6 separate regions of the Mus musculus genome follow, and regions 1, 2, 3, 4 and 5 are each linked to region 6. The links are chromatin contacts, called in public Hi-C, HiCAR-type and HiChIP or PLAC-seq maps. All regions are on one chromosome and are shown on one strand. Each heading gives the region's core, a stretch centred on a gene start, on an enhancer-like site or on the middle of the called end of the contact. The rest is flanking DNA. Distances are from core to core; before and after follow the strand shown. Region 1 has its middle 55 kb from the start of Gm34628. Region 2 has its middle 71 kb from the start of Gm42291. Region 3 has its middle 72 kb from the start of Gm26144. Region 4 overlaps Gm34687 (a long non-coding RNA gene). Region 5 overlaps Gm42291 (a long non-coding RNA gene). Region 6 has its middle 79 kb from the start of Gm12511.

The links. A called contact is a pair of places that touch in the nucleus more often than the background predicts. HiCAR-type assays count read pairs that join an accessible place to other places. HiChIP or PLAC-seq counts read pairs in DNA pulled down with a chosen protein or histone mark.
Region 1: a FOXA1 HiChIP or PLAC-seq map of pancreatic cancer cells shows a contact between it and region 6. The contact joins two enhancer-like sites. A contact is called at or near these places in 1 of 15 datasets of contacts at CTCF or cohesin (the NIH/3T3 cell line), 4 of 115 datasets of contacts at active chromatin or transcription factors (the NIH/3T3 cell line, astrocytes, embryonic stem cells and 1 more) and 1 of 9 other capture datasets (embryonic stem cells).
Region 2: an H3K27ac HiChIP or PLAC-seq map of the NIH/3T3 cell line shows a contact between it and region 6, with 8 times the contacts expected there. The contact joins two enhancer-like sites. A contact is called at or near these places in 1 of 15 datasets of contacts at CTCF or cohesin (the NIH/3T3 cell line), 3 of 484 Hi-C or Micro-C datasets (adipose-derived mesenchymal stem cells, cortical neurons and muscle stem cells), 6 of 115 datasets of contacts at active chromatin or transcription factors (the NIH/3T3 cell line, embryonic fibroblasts, embryonic limb bud and 2 more) and 1 of 9 other capture datasets (embryonic stem cells).
Region 3: a contact with region 6 is called in a HiCAR-type map of fibro-adipogenic progenitors, with 4 times the contacts expected there. The contact joins two enhancer-like sites. A contact is called at or near these places in 6 of 115 datasets of contacts at active chromatin or transcription factors (astrocytes, embryonic fibroblasts, fibro-adipogenic progenitors and 2 more) and 1 of 9 other capture datasets (embryonic stem cells).
Region 4: a contact with region 6 is called in a Hi-C map of nephron progenitors, with 1.9 times the contacts expected there. The contact joins two enhancer-like sites. A contact is called at or near these places in 1 of 484 Hi-C or Micro-C datasets (nephron progenitors), 3 of 115 datasets of contacts at active chromatin or transcription factors (cardiomyocytes, embryonic stem cells and stem cell-derived neural progenitor cells) and 1 of 9 other capture datasets (embryonic stem cells).
Region 5: a contact with region 6 is called in a Hi-C map of adipose-derived mesenchymal stem cells, with 2.2 times the contacts expected there. The contact joins two enhancer-like sites. A contact is called at or near these places in 2 of 484 Hi-C or Micro-C datasets (adipose-derived mesenchymal stem cells and cortical neurons), 2 of 115 datasets of contacts at active chromatin or transcription factors (astrocytes and stem cell-derived neural progenitor cells) and 1 of 9 other capture datasets (embryonic stem cells).

Annotation. Positions count from the first base shown.
Region 1 is chr4:56,531,226-56,535,199 of GRCm38.p6, reverse strand. No RefSeq gene overlaps it. Among named protein-coding and RNA genes, the nearest start is that of Gm34628, 55 kb to the right of the region's middle. Within about 2 kb of position 1,854, at least 71 of the 459 cell types and tissues checked have an H3K27ac peak or open chromatin away from gene starts, as enhancers often do. A contact at or near this core is called in the NIH/3T3 cell line and pancreatic cancer cells, where this site is marked.
Region 2 is chr4:56,384,507-56,388,633 of GRCm38.p6, reverse strand. It overlaps the pseudogene Gm12518. Among named protein-coding and RNA genes, the nearest start is that of Gm42291, 71 kb to the right of the region's middle. Within about 2 kb of position 1,388, at least 41 of the 459 cell types and tissues checked have an H3K27ac peak or open chromatin away from gene starts, as enhancers often do. A contact at or near this core is called in the NIH/3T3 cell line, adipose-derived mesenchymal stem cells, embryonic fibroblasts and 1 more, where this site is marked.
Region 3 is chr4:56,604,819-56,609,108 of GRCm38.p6, reverse strand. No RefSeq gene overlaps it. Among named protein-coding and RNA genes, the nearest start is that of Gm26144, 72 kb to the left of the region's middle. Within about 2 kb of position 1,963, at least 19 of the 459 cell types and tissues checked have an H3K27ac peak or open chromatin away from gene starts, as enhancers often do. A contact at or near this core is called in fibro-adipogenic progenitors, where this site is marked.
Region 4 is chr4:56,643,350-56,647,406 of GRCm38.p6, reverse strand. All of the region lies in intron 6 of Gm34687 (a long non-coding RNA gene), which reads left to right. Among named protein-coding and RNA genes, the nearest start is that of Gm26144, 34 kb to the left of the region's middle. Within about 2 kb of position 2,631, at least 130 of the 459 cell types and tissues checked have an H3K27ac peak or open chromatin away from gene starts, as enhancers often do. A contact at or near this core is called in nephron progenitors and stem cell-derived neural progenitor cells, where this site is marked.
Region 5 is chr4:56,304,128-56,308,448 of GRCm38.p6, reverse strand. All of the region lies in intron 2 of Gm42291 (a long non-coding RNA gene), which reads left to right. Among named protein-coding and RNA genes, the nearest start is that of Gm42291, 9.7 kb to the left of the region's middle. Within about 2 kb of position 2,633, at least 62 of the 459 cell types and tissues checked have an H3K27ac peak or open chromatin away from gene starts, as enhancers often do. A contact at or near this core is called in adipose-derived mesenchymal stem cells and astrocytes, where this site is marked.
Region 6 is chr4:55,648,711-55,652,855 of GRCm38.p6, reverse strand. No RefSeq gene overlaps it. Among named protein-coding and RNA genes, the nearest start is that of Gm12511, 79 kb to the right of the region's middle. Within about 2 kb of position 1,590, at least 310 of the 459 cell types and tissues checked have an H3K27ac peak or open chromatin away from gene starts, as enhancers often do. A contact at or near this core is called in the NIH/3T3 cell line, adipose-derived mesenchymal stem cells, astrocytes and 5 more, where this site is marked.

The sequences.
Region 1 (3,974 bases), core at 605-3,104, 880 kb before region 6:
ATTTACCTTTGATGGACTATGGGAGCAGGGATCATGGGCTTCTACATGGTTTCTGGCATCAGAACAGACCACAAACAGAACATGCAGTGCGGCTATGGACCTGGATCAAGCCCTCCATTGCAGCTGGGGTCACGGACATTGGCATGGCTTCCAGCTGCATCATAAACCACAGACATCGGCCTCTCATTCAGTGGCAACACAGGCCACAGACATCAACACAGACCTGGACAAAGTAAGAAAACTAGAATCTTAAGGGGTTAAGACTGTGGTTTTCATCCTGTGGTCACAACCCCCACAGGGGGTCACATATCAGATATTTACATTAATGTTCATAACAGCAGCAGAATTACAGTTGTGAAGTTGCAATATGGTAATTTTATGGATGGGTCACCACAACATGAGGAACTGTATTAAAGGGTCACAGCATTAGGAAGGTTGAAGAACTACTGGATTAAGGGGTTATCTGTGGCATTTCTCAGGAAGAGGATTATGGAAAGAGAAGAGGCTCTAGGAAGAAAGTTCCAGAAAGCTTACACCCAGAGGTGGACAGAAGAAGAGGTATACGTTGTAGCATGGGGAGCTAGGAGAAAAGGCAGCTTCCTAGGTGCGGAGGAGACTAGAGTTGGATAATCCTGAGGGTGGATGAGAATTTTTCTGCATTTGCAAAGGTCACTAGTGACTTTTAGGGACCCACATCTCAGCCTCATGAGGAAGACATGAAGTCTTTTCAGAGCTCAAAGGTGAGTCACAGTTGAGAAACAGCCGTGGCTGTGGGGTCCACTGAGAAATATACAATGTTATCAGAAGGAGACAGTATCTCTTAGGGGCTGAGGGTATTTCTGGAGTGTTTGCAGTGGGGAGGATGTGAGTCAGGAGATGGATGAGGGAGAGTAGCTAGCTTGGGTGAAGCAATGTCTTCATCCATGGGCTCTTTGCTTTCCATGCAAGTGCTTTAGGGTGGGTTTCTTCATCCTTGTCTGACCCGTGAGTGTGAGTAACTCTACCTCTGAGAGTGCTAACTGAGGAGCCAGGCTTGTTTCTGACTGGTGAGCTAGTTGCTCCAATTCGGGAATCTGCACTCAGAGCTTAGAGCCACAGGGACATGGGTACTACTTAGCAATGATTGACCCTCTGAGTGAGAGAGGAGATAAACAGGTGTGTGCGTGCGTGCGTGCGTGCGTGCGTGCGTGTGTGTGTGTGTGTGTGTGTGTATATATATATATATATATATATATATATATATATATATAGAGAGAGAGAGAGATTGATTATCAAAGCAGCTTCAGGCCTCCTAGGTTTGATCTGGACCTGGGCATCAGGCCAGTGCAGCTTGTCAAACCAGGTTCTGTGGGACTGTGCCCAGGGCTGCTGAGAACACATAGCTCTGATCGGTGTGTACAGGCTTGTTTGACTTGAGCTGGGTTTTGCTTTCCATCAGAGGGACACCTGAACCTCCCCTGTAGGTAGTAACTCAGGCTCCGTCCCTATTGCTCTTGTTTGCTTTGGTTACTCAGTGCAGGAAGCCTCTGTCTCCGTGAATGGATCCTTTCTGAGTGCTGAGAGCATTCTTGGCAGAAGGAAGCGTTTCCACTTCTATGGTGGTGGCTACCCCTATGGAGGACCTGCTCTAGGTCTCACGTTCTGCCAGGGACTTTGTGTGCCTCTGACTCACAAGCACGCTGGCCAGGTGACTGCCACCACATGCGTGAGGACTCTGTGGCTGTGTGAGGGTCACTGAGCTGCCCAGGGTCATACAATCCTGGGGTTTTTGTTGTGTCTTCCTTCTCTTAGTTGCCTCTTACTCATCACCGTGACCCGACTCACCAACATGTGTCCATGTATCCAGTGCCAGACAGCCTGCACCTTGGCCCACATGCCCCATTATGGGGCCCCATGACTTAACCCTCTATTGTTTCTTTTAGAACAGAGGCTGTACATAAAAATAGCAATAAAACTCTTTACAATTCACCTCCCAGCCTTCGCTCTCTGCTCAGACCATCTGCTTCTTAGTGCCCTAGAGGGAATGATCGGAGGGTGAGTCTGACCACGTCACTTCGGAATTTCAAAGCTCTCGGTGGCTGGTCCGTAGCTGCTGGACAGAGGCCAGACCTCTTCCTTTGGCACACAGAGCATCCCTTCATGACTTGGCTCCTGCTCATTTCCCGAGCATCACCTTTCACAATTCCTGCCTCCAGACCACTTATGTTTCTGAGCATGACACTGAATAGCTTCCTATACTCCTTGGCCCTACTTTGCTTATGACGTTCCTGTGACCCGGCTTTCCCTTATCCATTTCCTTATTTGGTGAACTCTCAAAAGAGAACCTTTTCTGTTACATGATTTCCAAACTGCCCAGGTGGAATCAGTTCTGGAACATTCCTCATGGAATTTTCCTTGGTTATCTTTCTGACTTCCATAGAGTTCGTGGGCAGATCATCAAAGTCTATACACCTTGCTGTCCTGGAGGCCAGCTCTGGGCTCAGTGTGCAGCTGGCACCAGTCAATGGGCTTTTGGTGCAACTCTGCATTTCCAGAGATGCCATAGAGCTAGTTTAGTGACCTCAGAGGCTGGTGGGGGTCACTTAAGGTCATATTTTCACCACAATGTTCAGATTGGAACTAGCTGGAGAAGTTGGGTGAAGGGTCAAAGTCCATCTCAATTTGTAGCTGGACCAGGCTCACCTTACATACAAAGAAGAATAACACCCTTTTCTGTTTTCCTACCTCTAAAGGTGCCTGATGGGCTGGTGAGAAATTCTCACACAGGAATATTTTGTGGTCCTGCAAAGAAAGAGATCAGGTGCTTAATGATATAACTTTAATTAGGGACTCTCTTAATTTAGAATCAATTTCTGTTCTCATCACCATCCCCTTCCTTCCCCTACCAAAGGTGCCATGGCATTTGTACACGAAATCTACTAGTCTCTCTCTGTATTTCAAGTAGCTACTTCCTAAATTTGGATTAAATTGAAAAACTCTATCTTTATGGGATGGAAAATGTTGCCATGTCCTGTTTAGGGATAAGGGGACTCAGGTTTAATTACATTTTTGACAACCATATCCTGTGTGTGTGTATGCATACATGTATGATTTATTTAAACAAAGTCCCATTATATAGCCCCAGCTTTCTTCAAACTTGTTCTTCTCCTGCTTGAGCCTCCCCAGTGCAGGGATTAGAGGCACCATCTTCCATGCCTGAATTGTATCTTCTTTTAGAATAAAGCATCCTGCAGCTTTCCACAGACATCACTAATTATATACAAAGTCCATCAAATGTCGTTTTAAGACCCAGTGGATGCCATCACTCCATCACTCATATATCGTCATTATTACCACATCCAAGGGTGAGCAGGCTTCTTCTCCCCTCAGCTGTGTGCGGAGCCTGTGCACTTGCTGTTCTCACAGCCATGAGCTGTGGAATGGGGATTTGAAGGTTGCTCTTTGCTTAGTGTTAGCACTTATCACTCCGGCATGCCCAGTGCTGAGCTGATTTATTCCACAGATGCTCCACCTTCCCTCTTTGTGGGGTTTCTAATATTTTTCTTTAAACGTTAGAATTTTCAAAATGTAGGATTTTAACTCTGCTTTCGACTTAGGAAAAATATAGTCCTTGTTCAGTCATTCTGATTTCCAGTCTATGAAGAATAGAAAATGATCCTTGGGATGGTTCAGTCTCAAGTAAAGTGCTGACCTTTCAAACAAGACGTTCTGAGGTGAATGAACAGAGCCAATGTAAAAACCTGGGCATGTGGCTTGGTAGTGTGTGTGAGCAATCCCAGGGGCAGGCCAACAGAGACAGACACATCCCTTGGGCTCTCTGACAAACTGGTCTAGATTAATTGGTGAGTTCCAGGCCAATGAGAGACCCTGTCTTAAAGGAGGTGGCTGGTATTCTTAAAGAGTTTCTGTCCTCCATACACACATGCACACATTTGCATGAGTACTTGCACACATATGTATATACACATCCATAT
Region 2 (4,127 bases), core at 139-2,638, 740 kb before region 6:
CCTAGGAACTTTCTTTTCCTTCTACCCTTTCCCCTTTCCTTTTGCAGTGGAGCTCAGAACCACTCAGTGGTGGCTACAACCCTTTCCATGGCCTATGTTGTGGGAGCTGCTGTCCACTCCTTTGTGATTGGCTGAGCACTCAGGTCTTCAGTGGGGAACTGCTGGATGGGCACAGAGAACACCTGTACCCCCTCATACCAGTTGGCCACCAGTTGCCTTAAAATTTCTCCTGGATCACAACTTTCTCAGCAATAGCCTGCTCCTCCTTGTCAATCTCTGTAGAAGTGAAAATGATCAGGCATAATCTTTCATGGGTGTTCATGGGAGATAGTACCTCCCAGGTCAGCATCCACCATATTAGACGAAATGAGTGAGCTCCCTTGTTGTATGGGATGGCAGTGCCCACTAGCTCAGGGATTCTGTGTCACATAGAGCAAGGGTGGGCAGGTTGTCATTAGAGGCCTCTGTGGGGGCTGGTGGTCAGCCCTGAGTCAGTCACCACTAGAAGCCATGCCTCCCTGAAGGCATCTAGGATCTGGTTAGTGATGGTTCCAGGTGTGAAGTGGCCAGCAATGAGAATGGCTCTAATGGCAGCAGCAAACTTCAGCACAGTTGCTGGCCAGTGTTCCTGGAGGAGAAGATGCTGCCATCAGCTCGAGATGCGAGCAGCAGCTTCTCCTAGGTCCTCTTCAGATTTATGATGTAGACATTGTCCCTTTTCCTTTTGTAGATGGTAGATATACTGCTCCATCTGAAAGTCAAGGTTGGTGCCATCAAGGAATTTGAGGATATTCTCCTCCGTCATCTGCAGGACATCAAGGTTGCTGGACATTGTGTAAGGTTCCCTTTAAGTTGCCATGGGAACAACACCATATGGACCCATCCCTAGGCAGTGTGGAAAGCACAAAGTATGTATTTTAAGGTAGATACATGTAGTTAATGGTGCTTTACCCTTCAGCACTCCTAACAGATAGTTGATGGTATAGTTGCCAGCCATAACAAGAGGCAAAGAGGTGCCATGAAATTGGTTAATCTCTCTTTCAGCTAATGGCCTCGTTGCTAAAGAAAGCTGTGAACATATGTATTCAATTCATCATCTTGGTTCCGTAGTGAAGGTGGGACTCCCATTTAAAAACTGTGTGATCTAGGACGAGTTAATTAACCCCTAAGAAGCTCAGCCTCCCTATCAGTGATACGGAGGAAACACCAGTCAGCTCATGGATGAATCTGAAGCATGCAGTTAAATACAGCTTCTGTCTTGAATAATTTAGCAGTAAGCTCACGGGTGATGGCACTATCACAAAGCTTTCACCATCCATTTGAATGGGCCAAGAAAGCATTTCTCAACTTGTGGCCTTTGGATTCCTCTAGCAGGGCTTGGTCTCAGCCACAGCACTGGCTCACTTCTTAGGAATTTGGCTCAGAGTCCATTCCAAGTCCCCAGAATGGTCCACATTGAGTAAGAAGCAAGGAACCTTCTGAAGGAGGCATGTTGCTGTCAGTGTCCTTTGGATATTTAAAGAGGCATCGCCTGGTCCTCAGTATCACTGCATCTTGGCCTTTTGTTCTAATGTGACCTTGATGGAGTGAAACTGTCAACATCAATGAGATTCCACAGTAATCAGCTTGGGTACAAAGGAGACCAAAGCTGGTAAGACTAGAGTCAGGGCCCTGACGAATCTCACCTTTGTGCAACTGACTTCTTTTGTGTAACTGAGCTATGACTGACATACAATGAACCAGTAATACTTAATGAATGAGTTTGAAGATAAGCATACATTTATGAAACTGCCCCATGAATAATATCATACAGATAGCCATTACCTCTTGCAGCCTTCTTTCTGTGAAATAAGATAACATGGTACAAAATAAACCTCAGGGGAAAATTTCAAGAATACTGCATAGTCTAATGAGATATACACATACTAGGCTTAGGTGCCACCCATAGCTGAAACTATGCTCCATGCACTTGATCAAACAACTTCTCATCTCCTCTCTTCACAGCTACAGGAAACTGTAATCCCAGTTCCTATAAACATGCCCTCTGTAGGTTCCTGCTAGAGATGGGATCGGGGGTAATTGTTCTGGGGCTGACTTACCCCAACCAGCATGCCTTTTCAAGTTCATCCACATTGTAGTAAATGGCAGGACCTCTTTTTCTTTTATGGATTGATAATTTTATAATGAGAAGTTGCTAATTTCTATATCTTTCTGCACCAGTTGAAGGAGAAGGTCATTTTTCATATTTCATTCTGCAGGCATAGTATGTAATTTCCCTCAATTTGCATGTGTTGCAAATTTTCTTTATTCTGAGACAAATCCAACTTGATCACAGCATATGATTTTTGTGTTAAAGTTTTAATAAACTCAGTTCAATATGATTTTATTAAACATTTCTATACTTGTGTTCCCCCAAAATACTGGACTAACATTTTCTTTATTTGTAGTGTCTTTTACACTGGAGTGTCAAATGGGCCTCTAAAAATCAGTGCAGAAGTATTTTATATTCTTCTATAACTTGGAAGAGTTTTAAAAGAACAAGTATCACTTCTGTAAGTGTTTGGTAACATTAGCATTCACTGTGAAGCCATTTGGTTCTAGGCTTTACTTCTTGTGAGATTTTCTTTTCTCTAAACAAGCCCTTTTATTTCTTTGTTATAGGGCTGTCAAGACTTTCTAAATGTGTCAATGCATTCGTAGTGGGTTGTGTGTATTTAGATTTTTTTTCTACTTTACCTAGATTGTCTAATCGGTTAGAATGTAATTATCCATAGCAGTTTCTTATGATCTTTTTGACCATAAGATGTCAGTTGTAATTCACTGTATGGATTTTTGATTTGATTTGATGTCTGTTTCTGTGTCTCTGTCTCTCTTCTTTCCTCCTTTCCTCCTTCACTTTTTGTGTCTGTCTATAGTCTTTATTGTTTTACTGATCAATTAAAATAAATTATAAAACTTATATTAATAATATTCCAAAATTATCAAATCAGAAATCCCATAAAGGAAAGATAGAATAAGAGCCTGGTTGAAGGTTATTGACATATGGTATATTAAGCCAGGATACAAAGGGTCAAGGGTCAGATATAAAAGTTCTACCTGAGTACTGGGAAGACTGAGAATCCAAAGATCCAAAGGATGATAACTCATTCTTAGAATTATTTTCTGCCCAAACTATAGTGAAGTAAAGGCAGTGACAACTCTCAATGGCTTAGAATACAGAAACCAGAATTTATTCTGTTGAGGGTATCTGCTATAGTAATACCCCTCTTTTCTAGATAGACTTGGCTAACAAAATCTTATCCAGCTTCTGTATTACATAAAACATTTAATTTCTTTTCACATTATTATATCCATAACAAAACTTCATTTTAATGATTAGTTATAAACATAACACAGTTTATATAATAGTTTTCTATGCACTGAAAAGCTAGGGTTGCAGACACCTGATAGCCACATGTTCATAAAATTCAGTGACATTTGCAGGCAAGTCTTAAAAGGATAGTCGTGAACTTCTGTTAAGCCTTCTTAGAGGTCAATGATACTAAATGTGGTGTTTATTGAATTTTCAGTGTGTCTTTACATTTGAACATATTCTGGTTTAGATGGAGACACAGAAGTCCTTTCAATCTTTGTACTTTCTCTTGGTCCTACCCCTCTCTTACAGGAGTCTCCCTCAATCTTCCCATTTTTATTTGACACTACATCCAGGGAAACACTGAGGTTAGAGGACACCTTGTGGGAGGCAGTTAATTTCCTCTTTCTACTGTGGAGGTCTCTAGAATTAAACTTGAGTCACTGGGCTTGGGAAAAGTGCTTTTATGTGTTAGTCCATCTCCCCAGGCAAGCCAATCTTGAATTAATTGATACCTGGTGATACTGACATTTCCTTTGAACAAAAATGTGAGGCATTGTTATAAATTAAGGGGTCTTAATAACTTGGAATCCTTAGAAAATACACTGTGAAAGTGAACAAACATTCAGGAAGGAACAGAAAAATTCACATGTCATAGTCTGGAAATATGGGTCACAATTTAGGATTTACAGCATTTAAGTACCTTACTAAAGAGTAGAAGAAGCAACTTGGACATAGTGTGGACAAAGAATGAGAAACACTGAATTGAATACAG
Region 3 (4,290 bases), core at 714-3,213, 960 kb before region 6:
CCGCGCATGGCTGGGCTTTATGCAGTGCGTTCCCCTTTAACAGGAACTCATATCTCTCACCTTTTGCATGGAAGGCCTTGTACGGTGCTTGCTGTCATTAATGAGCCTTGCCAATGAGAAACATGAATGTTGTCATGGTTCTGGCCCTTGAAAATGAATGAATCAAGGAGAAAACTGACAGATGGCCTGTCATCTAGAGCAGCCACACCTTGCAGGCTGGGCACTTTGTCTTCACCAATGACTCACCAAATGGCCTTGGGCAAAAGCCTGGAATGGACTGCTCTCACCACCAGCAAGAGAGGCCTCTGCCTGGCCCAGGAATCAGAAGAGCGGCTGTTCTCAACCTGTGGGTCGTGGACCCCCCTCTAGGAGGGGGAAGACAAATGATCCTTTTAAAGGTGTTGCATAAGACCATCAGCAATACCATAAATTTCCATCGTAATTCATCCTAGTAGCAAAATTAGAGTTACAGTGTAGCACCAAAAATAATTTTATGCTTGGGGGTCATCACACAAGGAACTTAAAGGCTCACAGCATTAGAAGGATTGATAACCCCTGCTCTAGGGGATGTCCTCTGGACAGACTAGCAGTAGAGATCTTCATATATGTGAAAGAGAACAGGAAACAGGGAGATAAGGGCACACTGAGAAGGCTCGAAAGCTGTATCAGAGAAGCCGTGGCTTGGCTTTTGAGGCCTTGCTTTCTTACAAATTCTCACTGATACACGCTTAAACCAACGTGGAGTGTAGCTAAATTACTGTTAGCTTAATTAATGCAGTGAGAGTTTAAGCTGTTGGTTAAAGCAGTGAAAGATTGTGAAAAGTCTATGCACAGTCTTTTCTATGCACAGTCATACTCCATGCATGAACTTGAGGAAGTTTGGCTTAAGGTATTGATTACTAAGAACAGACAAGATCCATTCTAGAGAATGAATGGCTGAAGGGGGAACCATTATTCTGCCATGGCGTATGGGCAGAAACCGCTGACTTTTTGGAGATCAAAGGAAAAATCCATTGGAGTGAGTGTATTCCCTGGGCCTTATGGTCCTAGGATCCCCTATTTCAGATAGAAGAGGCCATAGTCCCTTTGCAGGACAGGATAGGTAAGGATCCACTGAGAGATTCCTCAGTGTGGGTTCCAGTGGTGACGAGTGGGCTCAGCTTTGGAAGGGGTGCACTGTCATGGTCGCCTGCTTATTTCATTCTCTCTTCTTTTTCAATGAAGACAAAGGGATTCAATCATCCCTGTGCTACACTTCACGCCTGAGGTTTGATATGGGCAGTCCTAAGAATTTGGAAGTACTTGGGATATCTTCTGGAAATTTCCTCCTAGAGGTAAACACGAATCAGGATTTGGGACACTGAATTCTTATGCACAGGTCTGCTTTTATACTGTAGGCATAAAAGAACTTTGAGGCTATGAAATCTGTAGATATCATACCTTTATTCAGATGTTGGTTGTTCTTTTAATTCTTGGGACTCCTGACCACCTCATCTGCACCCTCTTTCCACACACCTCTCTGCAACAACTAATGTTTATTCTTTTCACAAAGGGTCACATAGCTGTCAAAAATCAAGTCAAAGTACAGGCTTTGCTACTTACAAACTGGAAAAGATTGAGCAAATTCTGCCTGCTTGTCAAGCCTCAGTTTGCCTGTACAGTTAGGTATCAAAAGGCACTGGGGGAGTCCTATAGGATCTTGTTTATGAGTTGCTTAACACGGTGCTTGGAACACAGGAGACACTCTGTGATGTTTTGAATCTGGCATCTGAAATCAACTTTCATATCCAGAGGATTTCTTCAGGATGCATCTTGGGGGAAAGCCACACCTATGCCCACCGTCAGAGCTGAGATGAGACATGTTGTCTTGCTCTCCCAGTTGGGAGTCAGGGTGTCACTTATGACATGCCCGTCACTAGAATCAGTTACATCTCACCACACTACTTGGGGATTTGTCATGTTGAATTTGGCATCAGCAAGTACAACTTGTCATCCCAAGAGCTATGAAAGTAGGCCAGCCTGGATGTCCTCATTCGACCTTTGCTGTGGTAGGATTTGTGTTTAAGTCAGCGGGAGACACTGAAGATGGGCCAGCCACATGACGTTTTCTCATCAGCATCGCTGTTTTTACTGTTACTGTCCCCATCCTAATGCATCATAGTTAGTCACTGATTTTTTTTATCTACCTCCCCTCCTGGATGAAGAGAACCCAGCCCCCGAACTGCTCCTGTGTAGTTCTGAGCTCAGAATGGCCTTATCAAACAAGCCATGTGGATATCTAATGATAGATGGAGAGTGAATGATTAAATTAAAAACACGAGTGGATAAATGGAGCATTGTTCAGTGCTTATGAAGATCCTTGGGATGTGGCAGCATAGGGGCATCAAGATTAGCATAGGGAAGATACTAATGACAGAAAGAAAGACTGGCACCTCCCAACTGGGAGAGCAAGACAGCATATCTCATCTCAGCTCTGATGGTGGGCATCATGTAAGGGCTACATGTAAGGGACAGATGTGCATGAGAAAGGCCCATGATACACAGATACAGAAGAAGGCAGGTGCTGTGTAAGGAACCATAGGGGATGCAACTCTTGTGGTGGTTGAATATATATATTTTAACTCTCTTCAGTTCTGGCTCAGAAGTGTCCTTCTCCCTTAATAAATAATTGTGTTCCTACTCACGAGTCACAAGAACCCAAATCCCAGCAGGTCTCTTCTGGACTCCAATATCTACCAAAAGTTATGGCATTGAACTTGGAGTAGCAGCTCCTTGAGTGTAACAGAAAATGTCCCCCCACCCTTGCTTTCATTTGGGATAGTTGCTGAAACTCCCAGACTGACACATCTCATTCAGATTGAAGCAAGGATGTCTTAATAGGAAACACAACTAGGTGTCTGTCCCTTTATCTAATCCTTACAAGAATGCTGCTTCATAAGTATTATCTCCATTCTACAGATGAGGAAATGGAGTCTTAAAAAGGATAAGTGGCTTATACAAGATGACTCATCTAGGAAATAGCTGAGATACATTTCAATGCAGGTCTCACACTTCAGCTCTCAGGACTTTACCTTCTTTGCCTTCTCCACCCAAGGAGAAGTAAACTGTCAGTAAGGGTTATTTACTGAGAGAGCCTCTTTTTAAATGAGGAGGCTGGACTTATCCCATCAAAGGCACTCATCACATTATCTCTAGATCTCAGTTGGCATCATACCAGAGAATTTTGTCTACTCCATAGCCCAGGAGCTGTACTTGATGTTTTGGGATTTATTCTGGTCATTAGAAAACCACATAAGATTATAGTCCTTATTCTACTTCACAACACAACCAACTAAAACAAATTAATTTTCATTGGTAATAAACTAAGGAGTCTTGGCCAAGACTCCTTAGATTTTGCCTAGGAAGACATTCTTGCGTGGTAATTGTCTCCCATTCATTCAGATTCCCAGTTCCCCTCGTCTTAATTTTGGCATTAAAGTATCCACATCACCTTGTTCCTGCTAGGAATCATGCAAATCTTGGATCTCATCATACCCGATAGTCCTGGGGCTACAGGCATACTAGAACTGTGAACATGCAGACAGCAGCTTTTCTGGAATGGTCTTCATTTTGTGACACCATCTCAGGCTGGTTGTCAACCTGAAAGGAGGTGTCCATGGCTAAGGATGTCTAAGAGAAACTGTAAGATCGATCACATGCCTCCATCCTATATGGTTCCTTTTCCAACAACATGCAACTTTATGTTGGTATAGGAAATATTTGCCTGGAACCTTGTGACCTTGTTCTTTGGTCAAAGAATTAGCATGAATGGAGAGATGCTATTCTAAGCTCTTCTGAGAAAAAAAGAAAGCTTTCTAATTAGGTCAATGGTAACTTGTTCACTCAGTCATCATTCACTTACTTGGTTGTCTTTTAAATTTTCTCCATAGCACCTGTTATTTCTTGGTAGCATCATACAGATGTATTTATTTATCAGTTTACTCTCTGTCTCCATGTTGAACCGGACTCTGAAAGAGCAAAGCCATCTGCTCTGTTTAATACAGTGCTTGTAGCATCTGGAACTATGCTAGTGTCTGGTAAGCACTTGGTCAATGTTGGTGGGATGAGTAGACTATTCAAAGAAGACACATAATTGAATCAGAGTATGATCCTGATATCCAAACTCAGCATTCTGGTAGAGATATATTAAAAAAAAATCCTAAGAGAAGACTAAGAAGACTGTCTTTATTATCATGTCCATCAGCACCATGCTCCACGTTCCTTTATCACTGTGTTGGGTATAATGGTTCT
Region 4 (4,057 bases), core at 1,382-3,881, 990 kb before region 6:
CACCCACATTCAGAAAAGAAATTTTACTAAAGCTCAAAGCACATACTGCACTTCATACAATAACGGGAGACTTCAATACCCATCTCTCATCAATGGACAGATCAAGGAAACACAAACTAAACAGAGACACAGTGAAATAACAGAAATTATGGACCAAATGAATTTAACAGATATCTATAGAACATTTCATCCTAAAACAAAAGAATATGCTTTCTTCTCAGCACCTCATGGTACCTTCTCCAAAACTGACCAGTCACAAAACAGACCTCAATAGATGCAAGAAGATTGACATAATCCCATGCATCCTATCAGATCACCATGGACTAAGGCTGGTCTTCATTAGCAACAAATACAACAGAGAGCCCACATACACATGGAAGCTGAACAATGCTCTACTTAATGATAACTTGGTCAAGAAAAAAAATGAAGAAGTTAAAGACTTTTTAGAATTTAATGAAAATGAAGGCACAACATACCCAAACTTATGGAATACAATGAAAGCAGTGTTAAGAAGAAATCTCAATGCTCTGAGTGCCTCCAAAAAGAAATGGGAGAGAGCATATACTACCAGCTTAACAGCACACCTGAAAGCTCTAGAACAAAAAGAAGGAAATACACCCAAGAGGAGTAGACAGCAGGAAATATTTAAACTCAGGGCTGAAACCAACCAAGTAGAAACAAAAAGAACTATACAAAGAATCGTCATGCTGGGTGTGGTGGCACACGCCTTTAGGCCCAGCACTCAGGAGGCAGAGGCAGGCAGATTTCTGAGTCCAAGGCCAGCCTGGTCTACAAAGTGAGTTCCAGGACAGCCAGAGCTATACAGAGAAACCAGGAGCTGGTTCTTTGAGAAAATCAACAAGATAGATAAACCCTTAGCTAGACTAACCAGAGGGCACAGAGACAGTGTCCAAATTTCTTTTCTTTTCTTTTTTGTTTTTTAAAGAAAACCTCATCTGGATTACCTGGCAAAAGGTGGTGGTGGCGGAAGTGTCAGCGGCATCTTTGATGGTGCTATTGGTGATGGTGGTGGTGGTGGCAGTGGTGATGGTAACAATACTGAGGCCAGACTTCTTCAAATCTTTCCTCCTAAAGTTGCAACGGTCTCTGAGCATTGAAGGATGACAGGACGTTGTGGAAAGGCTTAATAATTACTGACTTTTATTAAAATTTCTCCTATTGCATAGATGTTATAAGTTTGGAGTCTCTGAGCTGGTACATTGTAAAGCCTGGACTTAAAATTAGTATCAAAGGTCTGGGGTACTGACTTTGCTCCCACAGTTGTTTATTATTATTATTATTATTGTTATTATTAATTTTTGTTTTTTAAGACAGGGTTTCTCTGTGTAGCCCTGGCTGTCCTGGAACTCACTCTGTAGACCAGGATGGCCTTGGACTCAGAAATCTGCCTGCCTCTGCCTCCCAAGTGCTGGGATTAAAGGCGTGCGCCAACTACCACCCGGCTATTATTATTATTTAAAGTCAAAATATAATTATGTAATTTCTCCCTTCCTTTCCCTCTCTTTAATCCCTACCATGTTTTCCTCTGGTTCCCTTTCAAATTCATGGGCTCTTTTCTCATAATTGTCATTGTTACACATACACACTCACACAGACACACAGACACACATACACAGACACACAGACACACAGACACACAGACACACAGACACACAGACACACAGACACACACACACACACACACACACACACACCCAACATAACTTGCTCAGCCTGTTTAATATTACTATTTGTGTGTGACTACATTACAGTACATGTGGGGAGGTCAGAAGACAATGTGTGGGAATTGATTCTCCATTTCTACCATGTGGCTCCTGGGATTCAAACACAGGTCATGAGGCTTGGTAGCTCTACCTTTAGCTGATGGTCTTTCCCTCTGGCTCACATCTTGTATTTTAAATTCACTCAGTGATCCTATGAGGTAGACTCATTATACACCTAGAAAAATTGGAACTCCACAGAGACTATGTTTTGATTTAGGCTTTTATAGCCAGAGAAACGTAATAGCTGCCAAGGAGTAGGTACACAGCGATTACACCTCTGCACAGGATACTATCTCTGTGCTAAAGTTAGAGAAACAAACTGTGGCAAAACACTCACAACCAAAGGTTACACCGTGTCATAGTTCAAGGAAGACTGTGGTTTCTTGAGAGACTCAGTGAATCACTGGACTTGGGATTGGATAGCTCTGTGGGTTCCAAATGGCTTCTGCCCTTGACCAGAACTGGCTAGTCCAAAGGTACACAGCTGACCACAGGGCATTCAGACTGGTGTCTACCCAGCCACTTACTCCATTCTCCATGCAGATCTGGAGTGAGATGTAGCAACTGGCATCTGCCAGTCTTGGGCCCTTGATCTGCTGATGGAATAGAGTGGAGAAGGGAATTAAAGCAGGATTCCTTGTGTACTTTGTTGTATTAGAATGTACCTCTCTGAGACTCTTATAGGAGAAGAGAAGGAAATAGGCTTTGAAAAGAGGAATTGGATTTATGGTGCATCCCAGGGTCTCTACGATTTTGCCCAGTGACCTTGGAGTGAGGAAACCCAAGACAGCTGTGACTTGGCAGCCAATGGGCCTAGATCCAGGGATTTTGGCTTCACTCGGCTGTAGGGGTGGAACAAAAGGAGGGGGAGGCTTGTGTTTCACGCTTGCATCAGGCATTTGGAGAGGATCACTATCCTCCAAAGAGATGAAGATGAATTCTGTGTTGCCTTGGTGACATAAAGGAAAATTATCAGATCTACTTCGAATGTGAGTATTTCACAGCCGTCATTAAATTTTTGTCTGAATTTTGCCAGGAAGGCTAGAGATGCACATATCTGGGGTTTAAAACAAATTCATCATGTTTCTTAAGCAGTCGTAACAGTCTCCCTCCCTAAAAACTGTGATGGGTGGGGGAAGCGGCTCAGAGACAGCAATGACTTCAAGCTGAGCAAAAAGATTCCCTCCTTGAGTTCTTGGCTCGAATCATGCATCCACCCTGAGAAATGTACTTTGTCCGCTCGCAAGTTATTTTTCTCCATCTTCTACGAGGCTGGAGCTGGCAACTCTGTTTATTGTGCACTGAGGGATTAAGTTGCTCCTCTGTGCAGCACAATCGTCATTCAACACCAGCTCAGGAAAGCAGGAATTGGTGTTTTGATTGCTGTTACCATGGTGACCAGTGGCCTGTTAGTTTGATGACCAGCAATGCTTTAAGTAACTGTGCTGAGGACTCCGGTCTGACGGGCATGGTTTCTTCTTCCCGTTACCTCACTTCTTGCGTGTGGCAAGTAGCTCACGTCACGGTTTTAACATGCCCAGACACACTCAGGGAAGGGCAGGAACGAGCAGAGGACGTCATTCTCAGAGGCTGGATGCTGCTGTTGCTTGGTTAGGATATCCTGTGAGGCCAAACAAACCCTGTCCCTGCCATTACAGCTTCTCCTGGGACGAATCATAGACCTTTTTTCTTCTGTCTTCTGCATAGGGTCTAACCTCTCTTAACTCAGAATGCAGCCATAGGCTCTTGGAGGTCTTCATTTGGTGCCACACTTATATTCCAACTAAACATTTGGTCTCCTAGACCTTTTTCAAAGTTTGAGCCTTAGTCCCACCTAGGATCTGGTAGCCTCCGGGGAAGTCTCTTATTCCTACATGTGTCACATGGTGGCAGGTGCTCTGGCTGCCTTCCAAATGTCTCTTCTGCCATCCTCTGTCCTTTATGGCACAGAGAATGTTTGTTCCCCTTGGGGCCTTGCCTTGAGCTGAGTGTGTGCCTCCAGTAGCTATGCTTTGCTTAATTTTTTTTTTTTTTTAGCTCAACCCTCCTCAGCATCTCTATGATCCACAATTCCTCTTTTCCCAGCCCAGAATATTCTCTGCTTCTCACAGGCCTGGTTGGAAACCAGCTCTGGATTTCTGGGTTTTCTAGCAGTGTGAGATATAGATTTTTCTTCTTCTTCTTCTTCTTCTTCTTCTTTTTTTTTTTTTTTTTTTTTTTTTTTTTGTTTGTGCCATAGCTAAAGGAGACATATGTCAGGTCCCCTTTTGAAG
Region 5 (4,321 bases), core at 1,384-3,883, 650 kb before region 6:
ACATGCCTCTCAGACTTTAGTGCGTAAATAACACATTTGGAGAATCTTGTTACAACTTTTTTTTTTAAGTTCAAATTTAATTTTTCAATTACAGGTAATGTTTTTGGTACACTTACACATTGGTAATTAATTTGGTATACTTAAGGTACGCATTACATTATGTCAAACATCCATCATTTCCTTGTATATATTTTTTAAAAATCCCTCTTCAAGTTACTTTGAATTATATAATATCATGTTATTAGTTACAATGACTATTTCAGGAAACTGAAATCCAGAATTTAAAATTTCCTACATATCTTATTTAATACCCATTAATCAATACACAATATAGTTTGGAGTGAGCCCTGGATTAGCAGAAGAAGATAATATGGAAGCTAAATAAACCTAGACATACAGAGCCTCAGGCTCCATCTCAGACCTTCTCAGTCACAATCTTCCTCTGAACATGATTTCAATGTGTTTCACATGTGCAGTAAAGTTCGGGAGGAGATGCTCTCAACTTTGGGTTTTTTTCTCTAAATGCATCTTGCCCAACAAACAACATATGCTCAAGGAGTGAAAACTATCACGGAGAATACTCAAGGTCTGAGTTCAGGTTTAAAATGTTGTTTCTTACAACTACACTAAAGGAAGTGCTATCAGGTTTGAGGAGTGAGAGAAGGTGCAAAGATGTAGATGGTGTTCTGAGGAAGCTCCACAGCTTCTAAACACAGTGAGTCACACTGCCAAGCCAGGACTGGGCTCCCTTCATCTCTCACCAAACCAGGACCAAAGCAGTTACTGAACCTGTCCAGCCTTGCCCTTGGTAACGCAGATGTAGGAGGTCTGCAGCTTTCTTAACTTAAAGTTCAAATATAAAATGCTTGGAAGACTTCACAACAAATTTAGAAAAAGATCTAAAGCAATTTTTAAAAAGAAGATTCAATAGCCTAAATGCACAGTAACCCTTAAAGGTGTGGTTGAGTTCAATGGAAACAAAACTCCTTTTGAATCTCTCATCAGTCCTTGCATTTAAATATTTACTGACCATCAAGTTTATGTTTGGGCCAGAGCCGAATCATGCAAGTGCACAGAGAAATGCAATGATGATTCTTGTGACCTCCCTGCCTGGTGTGGGCAGGTAGACAACGTTCCTCCATGGTGCTCTGAGTGGCCAGAAGGAGACAAGGATTTGGACTCTCACATGAAAAAGTCAGCAACTGGGAGACTGTAAGACTGGGACAGGAAAATAAGAAGGGGCTTACTAGATGAGAAGGGAGAACACTGTAGGTGCTAGAGAAGGGGAGAGCGCAGATAGAAGAAAGAGCATGCTCAGAGGAGAGAGGCACTGCCATCCTCCGGTAATAAGCTAGAGTATTCAGCTAAAGGGCTTTGATGGCTGGGAAGCTGTCGTAACTCTGTGAGGCTGGAAACTGAGTCCTATCTGCAGAGGAATGGGCAAAGAAATCGTGGCTTGTGTGCACTGGAAATTCTCTCCATCCAAAAGTGACTGAAGATGTGTCACTTCTTCAAGAAAATGGATGTGACTGTTAATAGTTCTTTTTTTAATTAGGTATTTTCTTCATTTACATTTCCAGTGCTATCCCAAAAGTCCCCCATACCCTCCCACCCCACTTCCCTATCCACCCACTCCCACTTCTTGGCCCTGGCATTCCCCTATACTGAGGCATATAAAGTTTGCACCACCAATGGGCCTCTCTTTCCACTGATAGCCGACTAGGCCATCTTCTGATACATATGCAGCTAGAGACATGAGCTCTGGGGGTACTGGTTAGTTCATATTATTGTTGCAGATCCCTTTAGATCCTTGGGTACTTTCTCTAGCTCCTCCATTGGGGGCCCTGTGATCCATCATAGTTCTTGTATACAAAGAAAGCTTCAGCAAGTTGTGCCACATGTCTTCTCTTATCTGTGGCTCCAACACTTTACCTAGATATGTAAAATCGTGTATGTACAGGTGACAGGAAAGTAGAAGTGAACAAGGGGGTCTAAACACACTAACGGGAAAAGGAAAAGAGGTTAGTGAATGAGGGCAGGAATATGCCCAACATACATTATATACTTGCAAGAAAATGCCCTAAAGTAACTTATTACAATAAAATAAAATACAATCTGAAAGTTATTTTTCTAATATTAGTAATCTATTAATATTAATATTCTAGATGGCATCCATGTTATAGCCATCAGAAGCTTGAGGAGCTGGTGAGTCACTGACCAAGCTGGTTCAGTCACCCATATGACAGTTGGATGCTTCAACTCATTGCTATGTGTTCTCAAGACACGGAGGCTAGCCTGACCACGGCAAAGTGTTTCTAGGCTTCATAGTGACACATCATTATGTTCAGACTGTTCTATTGGCTTACACAGGTCACTCCTGCACTGTGAAAACTGGCCCTCTCTAAGGAACCAGAAGATGAGGCTATTGGGACTATGGGAAAGGTTTACCAACCTCCTGTGTGTATAGAAGAAACTTTCTTATCATGAGCCCCATAGTTCAGATGCAACTGCCGAGCTTATGTGTGAAGAGAACAGTCTGTGATGGGAAGAATTCGGTCCACAAGCAGAGAGCTGAGCCTCCACTGTTGCTGTGTATGTTCTCTAGGGAGGTCACCTCACTTTGCAGGCTTCACATTCCTCATCTATGAGGTCAGTCTAACAGGCAGATTTCCCAGAAAGACTGGAGAAGAACGTGAGGATCAGATATGGAAGGGGCTGTGAATGCCAGAGGAAGAAGCTAAGGAGTTATCTTGTTGACCGTCAGTGAAGCTTAGCAGCCTTTAAACTAGGGAAATGAGGACATGTGGACCACTTTGACAGAGATTCTGTATGCAATATGGACAGAAAGTAGAGGGATTCAGACACAAACTAGACTAGAGTCTCCCAGTGCTCACAGATGAGACACATGGACCCATTCTTAGCTTCTGGTGATGGGAAAGACATTACAACCTCACTCAACACTAAAATAGACTTGAGGACCACTCAGCACCTCACAGCCCCATTTCTGTTTCGGCAGCATTTCAAAGGAAAAATAAAAGACTTAGTGTCAAAAAGATTATAAATATTTATTATCCATTTACCTTCTCCATCTTGAATTCCAAAGAACATCCTGGGTTTATAGAATATAATCTTTGCCTGAGAACTTAGGGTCTACCCTGAAAGCTACAAAAGCAACAGAAAGGCAGGAACCCCAGAAAGAATGTCTCCACAGGAGGCTCTGCATTGATGTCAAGTTCCTGTCCATAGAGTTGAGTCAGGCTTTTACTCTCGTCATCAGGGCATTGAAACAGCATAATCCTGGATGGCAACACCGGGCTGTTTTCATCATCATGGTGGAAAGTGATTAAAAACAAGAGACTAGAATCTGGTATCTTTAAAAAATAGGGGCTTATCCTGCTTCCCTTGAATTCAGAAAGACATGCAGTCATTCCTGTTTATATCTACTCAAACTGAACTGACTTCGTGTATGTTTTAAAGCTACAGTGGAGACAGATATGAGCTCAGAGCTAAAGGCTTCAGTGGGAGTACAGCTAATATTCTGGATTTAATTTTTTTATTTGTAGTGTACATAAGGATTGGGGTAGAAGCTGCTTTCAGGGCTTTTCTTTGAATAACAGGAATGTCTCCTACTAAATGCAACTGAAAGATTAGAGAAGAGACATAAAAAAGAATTTTAAGACCATGATCCCCTGCTGTCCCACTTAAATAAACTCTCTCTTCTATTAATTATTGTATTAGACCATAAGCTACAGAGCTTAGAAACTCCTACTCTTTCCACAGACTCACTCATGCGTGGAGCATCTGTGATTGATGGACCAGTGAGATTGAAACGTGCAAATGGAGATGAAACAGACCAAGATTAAACATCTTCTGGGTATAGAATGGCATTGTTCCAGAATCTTAAAACTGGCCAGGCTCTGTAAGGATGATGCTTCCTCTCAGTCAGTTACTCAGAAAATCCCTCCCCTTCCTGAGCCTCCAGATTGCCCCAACCAACTTCCTGTTTCAAGAGCATTACTTAACAAATATTGGATGAGGACCTAAAAGACCCTCACAGAACCAGGGCCCCTAGGAAGAATATGAAGGTTACAGAAATTAAGAAAGAGCTCAAGTTCACAGGACCTTAGAGTCTGGGGCAGTTTCTCAACTAAGATGAACAATAGAACTACCCCAGCCTTAAAAAAAGGACTAATAAGCCCCACTGCTAGCTAAGCTATGATCCCCAGGGTGAAGCAACATTGAGAATCACTAGGAAAGAGACAGGGATAGCAAAGAATTGTCATGGTTTTGTGCTGAGTGAACAAAAGTTTTCTTGGATCAG
Region 6 (4,145 bases), core at 341-2,840:
CCATCAAGACCCCAAGACTCTGAAGTGAAGGAAAGGAGACATCAGTATCTAACCTAGGACAACCGGGGTGTACTAGAAAACGAGGCCTCCTCGTGTGATTTTTTTCAGAGCACCCAGTCACCAAAGACAGATGTGTGGAGAACAGCTGGAAAACAGCCTTTTATCTGCCACCCAGCAGGTGGTATAACTGGATGATATACTTGGCTCAAGTGACTGTCAACCATGGGAGGGAACTATCAAAAGATTCAACAGTGTTGCAGGGGAGTACAATGAGTGGACAGCAATGAGTTAAACCTATGTCTTTGGAATTAGCCCCATTCTTCTTCTGAGGTTGTACAAACTTGGCCCAGCTGTGACCCTTTCCTGGGTCTCTGGAAGAAAGGTGAGCAAACCTGCCTTAAAGGAGAGTAAGTGACAGTGCTGTGTGAAGCTGCTGAAATATCCCAAAGCTAGGAGCCAGGTGCGGAGCTCACCTGTCACAGAGACAGGGAACGGACTCTTTGCGCCCCTATCTGAGAAAACCCAAACATAAATCATCCTTTGAAAAGGGTGCCTTGGGTGCCTCTCCTTGCAGGGGCTCGAGCCCTTTCCAAACATCCACACCCCCTTTAATCCAGGTAAACACTGAAAGAGAAACGCCTGGAAAAGTGGCGCTTTTTTTGATGTATGCAGGCAATGAACAAATGAGGCTCAGCTTCTACCGTAAGGTCACAGGAGGCTCCTGTGGGTTAGGGAACAACCTGCCACTGACTGTTAGCTAAGCTGCCCTCAAGACTGGAGAGCAGAGAAGCAGCTAGAAAACCCCTGTTGTGTGTGCTAAGTATTGCAACTCGCAGTTCTAAGAGAATGTAAGAAGAAACCGAAGAGACTCGGACAACAGAGCTAAACTTTTATTTATCCCCCTCCTGCTTGATTTGAGTAGGATCTGTTAGTCCAAAAGTAGTAACAGGATACAAGGAGGGAGGAGGGGAGGCGAGATGCTTTAGACATGGAAATTGACGTCTTTCCCCTTCTTTTTAGTTCAAAATCAAAAAGGGAATTCAAGGAGAAGAGACTAGAGCGGGTGGGGGGGGGGGGGGGGGAAGAGAGGAGAAGAGAGCGAGGAAGAGAGGAGCCCGGAGTCGTCCGCAGTCCGCGGGCTTCCTACCCGCAGAGCCAGGACCGAAAGCGCTTTTCCGCAGCCGCCGCGGGCTCGGAGCTTTTAAGGGTTTCTAATCCTGGAAGGCTGTCTGACATCACCCCGTTTCTTGTCGGCTGATGTTTCGTACAAGCCTCTCATTTCCTCAGCGATCTCGGAGCCGCCAATTACTGCCCCGATCTGGTGTTTATGTTTGCCCGGTCCTGCGCCTGGCCCCGCGCCCGCCCGCGAGCCTGCGCTTCCCTGGCCGCGCGGCCCGAGGGGGTGGGTGGGGGGCCCTGGCCCGCGCACCCCAGCGCAAGGGAGGGGTCCCCCTTCATTTTTTTTCATTGACTTCAGCACCATGTGATCAGGAAGTCTGGCCTCCCTCCATTTCCCCTCCCGACTGAAGGGAAACATTGTGTAGCAGCCTGCCGCGGCCACTGGTGGGATGGCCTTCGCTGGCCTGACGTAGGGGGATAAAAATAACCGGCATATTTAAGGCCGGAGCAGGAATCCCGGCGCTCACACGCGGCCTGGTCAGTTCCCGACGCCGCCAGCAGCGCTCTGCGCAGCATCCTAGCTGCTGCGCCAGCCAGCTCGGGAGTGCCTGCACCGCACATCTTGCCCTTGACCTGGGGACCCAGGCCTTGGAGAGGCACCTCGCAGAGCCCTACCCTCTCCATCCTCGGCGGCCTTGCGTTCTGTGTGCTGCCTCCCTAGAGATGAGAAAGGAAAATGCACATCAGGATGGCCTCAGAGAAAGTGGCCAAGAAGCCTGATGCTCCCAAGGTTAATACAGCCTTTGTCTCAGGGGAAGGTGACAACAAGCTGCCACTCCAAAAGCTGCATGCCTCCAGCCAGGCTCAAATCAAGTCCCTTCTACACCTCCCTTTTATACTGGAACTGCGTGTTTCGAAGATTTACAAACATGTGGGAGAGCGAAAAAACAAAGCAGCAGCATTTATCAAGGCCAACTTCATCAAATAAAACAGAAAAGATCCACCATCATCACTACGCCCCTAGAATACCTAGTAGTCTGAAATAATATGATTTCCCAGTAACTTGTCCAGCTGTTGCCCACCCCACCCCACCCTACCCCACCCCCAGCCAGAACACTCAGGCTGCCCCCTACAGCCCTTCACTGGGGCCGCCAGCTATGCAGGGACCCAGAAAACAGAAAAGGAGGAATATTCCTTGTGCCTAGATGTGGAAGCCCTCATATCCCACAAGCACCCTCCCTCCCTGTGAATCTGTCTGCAGCTGGCATTCTCCTGCTCATGCCCTCGGGTAAACCTAGTGCCCTGTACAAGAATTTCGGACCTCTTATTTTTACACAAAGGGAAACTGAGGCTGGGCGAGGTGAGTCAATGTGCTGATAGGACTTTCTGCACCATCTCCGTTCAGTTGCATCATCCATGCCGTGGCGATTTCTCACTTCGTGGAAGGAAGCCAACTCAGTTCTGCTGCCCCTCCTCCTCAGCTCCAATCCAGCCCAGCAGAGGTGAGTTCTCTGACCTGTGGAAACCTCACCTCTGCTCCATACACAAGTTTTTACTCCCAATTAAAAATGAGAAGTCTCCCTGTCTTCCGTTGTCTAAAGTAACAAGATATTCCAAAATTTCTGGCACAGTGACTCTCCTAAAAAGCCAAATGTTATGAGGAAAAGGAACGGACACCCTCCCTCCCTCCCTCCCTCCTTCCCTCCCTCTCCACTTTTTGGTATTACAGGGATGACAAATATCTATTTGTCCGGGTGGACGAGGCAAAGAAGTATTCCCTAAGAAAGACTGAGATTTAACCACCTCAGAGGAGGAGACTCCAAGGATAGATGTGACTTGGCTGATTCTGCAGCTCCCAGCACACTGACTGACAATTGCTGTTCTTGACCCATAATAATTAGACTGAATGGATAGAAGGGATGAGGGAAGCCAGGTACAGCAGATCAACCGAGGTACATCAGAAATGTGTGGTCTGGTCAAAGCTTTAGTGACTAGTGATAGTCACATTACCATATCCCTGGAAGGTAGATGCCATTGTCCCCGCTGTGAGTGTACAGAAAGTGCCACAATATGAAAGTCTGAGCACAGCATTTGAACCCAGACAGCTTACTTCCAGAAGCTGTGTTCTTAACTACTAGGCTAAATTCCAAAAAGCTGAGATGTCAGAGAAGCACCCACCCTTCCCTAGGCACCTCCTTGGTTCCATGAGGCTGAGTCCTGAAGAAGAAAAGGCTTTGTCTCTCAAGGCCCCAGGTCTCAGAGAGAGAAGCTTGAACACACAACTGGACTACAAGTACCTCACAGGCAGACATGGCACACCCTCTTCTCAGTTACCCTACATCGCTGACACAAATGTCTGTTGAAATGGTTACTCCTTACAGAAGCCAACCTCTGGACCATCAGCCATCTTCCCTATTTGCATCGAATGTAGCTAATGACTATGACATCAATCAAGCCTACCTAGCTGCTTTTCCTCTGGCCTGAGAATATCTGAGGACAGAAATAGTGACTGGCCTGGTCAGTATGGGGACAGTGGCCACTCACTTAATATTGATAATGGATGCACACAACGCATTAGCCCTTCACTGCCCTCCTTATCGATCAGTATAGGCCCCTGGTGACCATCACTCTGACTTTCAGTGTCTCAGCACCTCATCTGCTGCCCCACAGAATTTGCCACAGATGTTTTTTGACTTCCTTCTTCTTTCCCATAAACTCACGAATGCAGAAACCACCTCGATTTGCCTACCACAGTACACCCCACTTGGATTAAAGTGCCCCACACATTGTGACGCTCAGTAAACACTTAAGAAGTCGATGAGCAAACGAATGAGCAAGTGAATGAAGGAGTATGCAAATGCATGAATGGATGAATGGATCAACATTGCGTGAAGCAAGCCTTATCTCTTCATTTACAATAAGTCTATTCCAAAAGTCAGTCGGGACTATGGAAAGCCACTGAAATAATGCCACTGCCCACGTTATATTCATAAAGTAAGTGCTTTTTGTTTGTGACCACTCCAAAT